Regions from separate parts of the Neogale vison genome. Here region 2 is linked to region 1. The links are chromatin contacts, called in public Hi-C maps. All regions are on one chromosome and are shown on one strand. The core of a region is the stretch at or near the end of the contact, and the rest is flanking DNA. Distances in the headings are between cores, read along the strand shown. Region 1 holds the start of PIK3CA (phosphatidylinositol 4,5-bisphosphate 3-kinase catalytic subunit alpha isoform). Region 2 holds the start of ZNF639 (zinc finger protein 639).

What was found. A called contact is a pair of places that touch in the nucleus more often than the background predicts.
Region 2: a Hi-C map of fibroblasts shows a contact between it and region 1, with 5 times the contacts expected there. The contact joins the promoter of ZNF639 here to the promoter of PIK3CA in region 1. A contact is called at or near these places in 2 of 3 Hi-C or Micro-C datasets (fibroblasts and muscle).

The regions. Positions count from the first base shown.
Region 1 is chr6:102,546,382-102,550,276 of ASM_NN_V1, reverse strand. It overlaps PIK3CA (phosphatidylinositol 4,5-bisphosphate 3-kinase catalytic subunit alpha isoform), which reads right to left and starts at 1,746. Exons shown (of 21, transcript XM_044251823.1): 1 at 1,639-1,746.
Region 2 is chr6:102,720,020-102,723,956 of ASM_NN_V1, reverse strand. It overlaps ZNF639 (zinc finger protein 639), which reads right to left and starts at 2,677. Exons shown (of 6, transcript XM_044251825.1): 1 at 2,622-2,677.

The DNA of each region.
Region 1 (3,895 bases), core at 497-2,996:
AAAACATGAGACAAGAAAACTTAAAAAACAAAACAAGCACCAACACACACACACACACACACACACACACACACACACCCTACTGGGCCCTCCTCAGATAATTTTGGTTGATGACACTGCAGAACAGTTAATCTGATAATTAAAATTTTCCATAACATGTGATGTTTATCTAGAGATCTATGCTGTCAACTAGAATTCAACACTTCAGTTAAAAAATCTTAAAACTTGAATACACAGACATACTAACAAATTCTTACACTGCAGTTGCTTCAAGGGCCTCTTAATAAAGACATAAAATATTGATTGATCCAATTTAAATTAGCAACATGGTATCTTAAGGTTTTTTCAGGTCTCTTCTCAACATCACACAATCCAGCATAAAAGCAAATTTGTAAGCAAATACCCCCCAAGAATCTATTATCTAAGGAGGAAAGCCTGCGACCAATACTGCCTGCAGTGGTTCAAATGTGGCCACTGAAATCATCCGACTTGAGTTACCAGCAGTTTATCTACCCAAGTTTTCGAGGGGTTCTCCGGGGCCTCACAAAATAGATTCAAAACATATCGCAAACCCGTGTGCCGAATGTGCACAAAGGCGCCGGAATGAGGAAGCTTTTTCTAAAACGAAATCACAACTCTAATTCATTAAAGAATATACGAGCTATTTTCCTCAAAGCCCCCCTCTTGTTGCGCTCCCTTACCCGTCGTAGAACTCGGTAAACAGTCCCTCATCTAAGAAATAGCTTTCGATTCCTGATTCCTAAGTCTGGGGACTAGCCACCATCACCACTATTCCTTTAGCATCCTAAAATAAACCCCTCAAGCCGCGGTCAAAACACAGGCTGAACGTCTGGTGTTTACATAGTCCAATGCTGGGCGTACCCTACCTTTCTGAACCACTTAGGAGCTATGAAACGGGCATCACATAATAGACTTAGTAAAGACACAAATCACGAGACAATGTCTAGGGTCTATGAATGAAAAATCCAATACGTTTGACTGTCTCGGTTAAAAGGAAAACAAAAAAACAAAACAAAAAAAACCAACAACAACAACCTAGAGAGGAAGGGTGGGAGGGGAACTGCGGGGTTGGGGGGAGCGGTTTTCCTTCCCTGCCCCAGCCGGGCGATTTAAACTCAGCGTGAGACAAACGCAGGGTCGTCCGGCTGGCAGGGCCGGAGTCCGGGGGCATGACAGCCCTTATGGAACAGCCCGCGGCTCCGGCGGGATCCCTCACGCCGCGGTGGTCGCGGCAGCCCGGCCACCCGCGGGCCCGGTGGGCGTGCAAGGGTGCGGGGCACCGAGCTACTGCCACCGGGGCGGCGGCCCTGGGTGCACTTCCTCAGATTCCAGCCACCCCATCTCCAAAAATGAGAGAGGAAGGAAACCAGGAGCGAGGAGGCGGCCAGGGGGAAAGGAGAGTACACGGCTAGCCCTCGCCTCTGCATCTGGGTGAGGCCAGCGGCAGGCGGGGAAGAGGGAGCGGCGATCATAGCCGAAGTCTGCAGCGGGCCGACCCTGAGAGACGACCCGTGGGGAGCCCCCGCCCAATACCACGGGCGCGCCGGAGAGGCCCCCACACCCACCCCATTCCCAGCCCGGCCGCGCCCGCTCCCGGCCAGTCCGCGCTCTACTCACGCTCGGGTCTCCTCCAGGCTCCGCGGCTCTAACCGCATCGGGTCCCAGCCCCGCGGGCGGCGGCGGCGGCGGCGGCGGCGGCGCCGAGGGAGAGGAGAGCGGGCGGCACGGCCCCCGCCTCCCGGCCCCTCTCCCCCGCCGCTCCGGAGCTGCCCGGCCGGGCCCGAGCCCTGCCTCGCCGGCGGCCCCAGCCCCAGCGGCCGCGGCAGCAGCAGCCCAAGACCTCAGCGGCCGCAGCGGCGGCACCGGAACTGCCGCTTTCTCCTTCTAGCTCCCTCTTCTCTCCAGCCCCCGCCACACGCCCCCGCCCCCGTCTCCTTTCTCTGTCACCCTGTTTTTTTTCCTTTTGTTTCCAGAATAAACTTTATTGGTCTCTTTTTCCGCTCACATCGTGTAAACAAACAACGAACTCTTCCCCACCCCCTCGACTCCCCCCCTCCTCGGGCAGAGGAGGGTAAGAACTGAGGAGGGGCTGAGCCTACAATACCCCGGAAGTAGAAGTGCAAAATAGGGGAAGTGAAATTGCTGAGCCCGGGAGGGGGAAGTGGGCAAATCGGGTAACAGTGTGGCAGTGCGCTTGCGCCTTGTTTTTCCGCCCGAAGTTCGTGTGGTGGAGGGGTGCTTTTCTGGAGCGGGTGTGTTTATGCTCCGTCTTTTGCAGCAGTGAGGATGTTGTGTCATCCTAGGACGGCATATGTGTTGTGTATCTGTTTCCACGGGCACTAGGCAGGCTAGGGTAGACATACAGGAGTATTGGGATCGAGTAAGTTCTTGCACTTATACGACCACAGAGGAAATGAGATTTCCTCTTGTGTGGGGGCGAGAGAAGGGGCCTTGGTGGTTCATCGCCGTTGTCAGTGGCGAACCCGAAATGGTTATGGATACTAGAAAGGAGGCACTTTAGGAAGCGCTGGTGCGCGTCATTCTGCCAATGTAAAGTTAAGTTATAGCCCAAATCGGAAGAGTAATACACTGCCACCCCCCTCTGCAATCCTGACTCACTCCGGGGAGTCCTTTTGCAATGTTTTTAAATTCAGATTTGAGTCAGCTTGTAGGATTCCGTTCTGACTTAAGACCTTTTTTCGCGTGGTGCCCACGGAGACTTCAGAAGAGCTCTCTTAGCTATAGATTAGATTCAAGCTTTCTGCCGTTTGCTACAGAATCCCACTCCCCCCACCCCTTTCCTTAAGAATAATGGGATCTGTTGCCTTTTGAGATCGCGGTTCTTATAAAGGTCCAGTGTTCTTCGCGTTTCTCCCCCTGGTGGTCTTTCATTGTATTGAAAAGGCTCGGAACGTGATTGAAGTCTGCAATAAAAGCCCTCAAACATCCGCTCTTTTTTGAATTTTTAGGTCTTGGAAGTGACCCACCGTAGAGAGGTTATAGTCCCATTTGTCATCCAAGGGCAAAAACCTGACCAATAACCAATTTTTGCTCTAACATCACACGTCCGTACGCAATCGTAAATGAGATTCATTCCTTTATGTTTTCATACTTTCATTTGACTATTTCTTGTTTTCTTTCTCCTTTCTTAAGGTCTGGTTTTCATCTCACATTCCAGAGGTATATGTTTCTAAATATTTCTCTTGAACCAGGATTTTTTCCCGGTAGTTTCAGGACATGATGTTATTTACTCCAGAGCAGGGAATTTAAGGGAGGGGGCAGGGGGACGGGGAGAGGAAGCAAACAACGTTGAGCCAGGAGTCAAAGTAAACCTTAAGGCAGCATTTCCAAAACTATGTTTCCAGGCACAGAGTTTTTTGAAATATTAATAGGTAGTCTTTGCTAGTCTTTGCTATATTTTTCCTTCTAAAATTTATGTTTAAATAAGAAAATGTAAATTATAATGTATAATTTTTGTTATGTGATGATCGGCACTGAAGAAATCATGTATCATAGCAGAAAATGGCATACCTGGTACTTGAATGCGTGATTATTCACTTTGCAGGAGTAGCATTTATAGCCCAGTTCTCAGTTGATGCATTTGATTTATTTGATGACCACTGATCTATCATGTGTTTTATTTTGCTTTTAAAAGCGTTTGCACTGTTTTTCAGTGTATACAGTATGTTAGACATCTATATGACAGAACTCATTGCTCAAGTGTCCTGTGGCTGTAGGAAGAGTGTTTAAAAGGAAAAGTTGAAATAGCAGTTCTCAGACTGTCAATCAAGCGAAAAATGGAATTCTTCAGAATTTAAGAATGGTATTCTAAGTTTTTCAAAGTTAGGAGGTGAAATGTCCAAGAAGAAACAAT
Region 2 (3,937 bases), core at 1,428-3,927, 170 kb before region 1:
AAATAGGGAGTTATAATTCAGGTAACAGATTAATGTCAGAATCAGAATCACCTCTTCCATTTCAGGTTAGTGTTCTTTCACTGTAGAAGTGGCGAAGTAAGGAATGTCAGAAAAAGAAATGGACATTTTCTCTGCCAGCTTTATATGCTGCCTTTCTTATCATCAAAGTCATATACATAGCAGGTAAACTTGATATTATTACTGAGACCATCTTGTTTCTAATGGTAAGGTACTTGAGGTGCACACACTATTTTTGCTGCTTCACTAGGTTCTGGGTCCTAGGTTATTAGCTTTTAAGTGATGTGATCATACAGTAATAAGACAGTGCTTTTCAGTTTATTGAGCATTCTCCTCTTATTTTATTTGATCTTCACAATCCTGTGAGGTACACAGAAGGGTTACCACCAAACTCACTCCAATTTTACTGATGAGGAAACAATTCAGTGAAAGTCAGTAACTAAGTGGCAGAACCAGAGCTGAAAAATCATGTCTTCTGACTTGAGTTTTGAACAACTAACTGTGTAAGTAATTTTTGTTGCTAATCACTATTACCAGCACATTACATCTTCCAGTTCTTAGTCACCAACAGGAAGAAGGGAAGAGAATCACCCAAAGAAACTGACAACAGTTAGATTTATAGAAATAGTATCTCTATATAAAATGGCTTACCTAATACAAATAGCATTCCTTGAACCCTTCCCAATCAAGTACATTCAAAAACTTCTCATTATGCCATAAACTAAAACCTCAAGACTCATTCCTAATACCTCTTCTGTACACTTCCAGAATTTATACAGCCCAAGGCATTAAACTTCATGTTTTAAATGTTCTAAAACTGTCGGGAGAACAATGAAAACTATCGGCCCAACATTAAAGTAGCTTCTTGCTATTTCAGAACACACTTTAAATTCTTTCCAATTTGAAGAATGAAAAAGCAAGGAAAGGAAACCAAGCACGGCACTAAAAATTAATCTTTCAAGCTGGCCTGGATTCAGGCTGTCAGGTGAGAGGAATAGGATCACCTTGATCAGGAAAGGTCTGACTCCCACCCTTTCAGCATGATGCTAAGATGCCTTCTCAAGACCAGAAATGCTAACATCTTTCATTTCAGCAAATATTCTTATGTGCTTTTTGTATACATAACTGCGCTGATGAAGAAGTATGGTTTTTTACTCAAAGATGTCTTATCAACCTCCTCACTAAGTCTTCCTCTCATGGGGAAGATTTTGAGTCACCTTCTCATTCACTCTCTTCCCCATTTAACAAACAACCCATGTAATACATGTCACAGCAGGTTATAAGTTAATTTAAATTAATTAAATCACTTTGAATCTATTCACCCAGGAAAAACATTGTTAACATTTTGGTATACACACATCTAGACATTTTCCTAGGCTAAGGTATACATATGTATGTTCTACATTTACAAAAATGATACCATGCCACACGAAACATTTTTTTTTAAAGCAACTTACAAAATACCTATCAGCATCTCTCCACCTGTCATTTTTTTCAAGAATGTCTGTACAAAATGCCATTTAACACGCAATCAGTACCTATATCAAACAGATCGATATCGAAGGCCTTTCATCTAATATAAATACTCTCTAACTGGTATAAAAATAAGGCAAGTATTCACAATCAAAAGCTCTATTTTTACAAGGTTTTAAAAGCAAGTTTTTTTCATCCTCCTTTCAGAATAAGTACATATTCTCCAGATTTTAAAAGAACTGAAACACAAAAATGGTTCAGTGGAGTTTTTAAACTAGAACGCACGGTACGTCCAACTTGAGTCACCAGTCTTTGCCCAAATTTTTACCTCTTCGCGAAGAGGTAATTGAAATTATTTCAAATTACTCGCGTCGTAGGTTGTACTGAAAAAGAAAAGCTAAAGGGGTGTAGGGGCACCCGAAGGGGGGGGGGCAGGCCACTGGCCCGAGATGAGAGCGCCAGGCTGCATTCGGACGCGGAGGCTTGCGGGCGAACAAGGGATTCGCAGCCAGAGTCCCGAAGCCGCTCCGCACCGCGGGGGGCCAGCCTGGCACCGACCGGCTTCGGGAGCCCAGGCGCCACCGGACACGCCGGTCAGAGGGGCCGCGCAGGAGACCCCCGGACCTAGCCGCCTCCACGCCCGCGCCACGCGCCGGGCCCAGCAGGGCCAGGCGACCAGCGGGGACTCCTAAACCCCGACCCCAAAAGCGCCATAAAGAAAACAGCAGCAGGGGGCCGAGCGTCCTCCGCGGGGGGTGGAACTGCCTCCAGGATGGGGGAGGGGCCGCCATCCCGTCTTAAAACGGAGGCAGGGTTTCGTTTAAAAAGACGTCGGTCGCGGGGTCTTCCTGCCCTCTCCTCTGGGAGGCTGCGTCCGCACGCCGCCGGCCCGCTCCTCCTCACACTCACCAGGACTCCGGGGCCCGCCCAGGCGCAGCTCCGAGGCGGCGGCGGTAGCCGAAGCGCCCGAGTGCGGGCGGAGCGGCCGCGCGGCCCTGCCGGCGGGCGGCGCCGCTGTGGCCCTCGCGCTCTCGGGCGCTCCCCCGGGCCGGCCCTTCTCCCTCCCGCGCGCCTCACGCCCTGCCCGCCAGGCGCCAAGCCCCAGGCCCCAGCTCGGCGGCCGCACTCACCACCTCGCTCCGCGCCTGCGCCGCGCACCTCAGAGGCCCGCCGACTGGGCGGGGAGGTGACGAGGTGAGGGTGGGGGGGCCTGGGGATCGGGCGGTGCAGCCGCGCCGCACACCAGACCTGGGAGGGACCACCGGCCTTTAGCCCCCGGGGGTGGCCTGGCAGCCCGCGCCCCCTGCCGGCACTCCTGTGCCGCCGCAGGGTTCTTCCGGGCTGGGTACCGCCCCTCCGGAGCCTAGCGGGTGATTCCACTCCCTGGAACTGCTCCCCGCAAGGCCGCCGAGGGAACTTCCCTGCCACAGGCTCCCGAGCTTTTCCTCCCGCCTCCAGAGAAGTGGGAGAAGCGCGGCGAGCTAGTGGCCTCTTTCCCACCTGGCTCCTCCAGGGGGCGTGCGAGAGCGGTCTTACACGAGTTAGGCAAGGCAAATGGCATTTCAGCCCCCAGAGCGCCGGCTGCTTGCTGGGGACGCAGAGGGCGACGGCCTTGCCAAGGTTGTACCGCGTCCCCCACGAAAGAACTACGCAGGGGTAGGAGGCTGAGAATTTTGAAGATCGCTGTCGTTATTAGACTTCAGGCCGATTCCTTGATTCAAGAAATCCCCGTGGAATGAATGTAAAATTTTAGAGGATTGGATTAGATTATTTAATTCCTTTTCGGATTTAGAGCTCCTAGGAGCAGACGTGGAAAGGATTAAATTGAACAAGCATAAATAAACCTGTGAACACGGTTTCAAAGATGAACATCTCTGTACAAGGGGGGCCCGTCATATGTTTAATTTTTGATAGTAAGTTGAAGTTGTCGGTCCCAATTTACAAATTAGAAAAGCGAGGGTCTCAAGGCTAGGTCTGATTCATTTTTGTAACCTCAGCACCCGGGCTTCAAATAATTGTTAAGTAGATGAATGGGGCCCCTATTATACGCGCTCAAGGTCACTCGGAGAGTTAGGGCTGCAGTCCATGTCTTTTCATCCACATCCACTGTGCTTTTTCTGATTACCACATGTTACCCAACCAACCAAACCCTGGAGAATAATCATCCCAGACCTTACTCCCATTCCTTCACCTTTATTCCGGAAGATGAAGCCGTATTTTAAAGAGACACCCGGTTTCCGATGCTCAACTTTTTAGGACCTCGACTACTCTGTGTGTGTGTGTGTGTGTGTGTGTGTGTGTGTGTACTCAGCCCAAATAAGTGAGTTTACGAATGCTGGCTGGCATGGCCTGAATAAAGTACGAAGAGATTTAGTGGTATCTTTTAATCCTCATATAGTTCGTACCGCTACCGGGTAGGGAATGGACACGTGTTTGCTGGACTTAC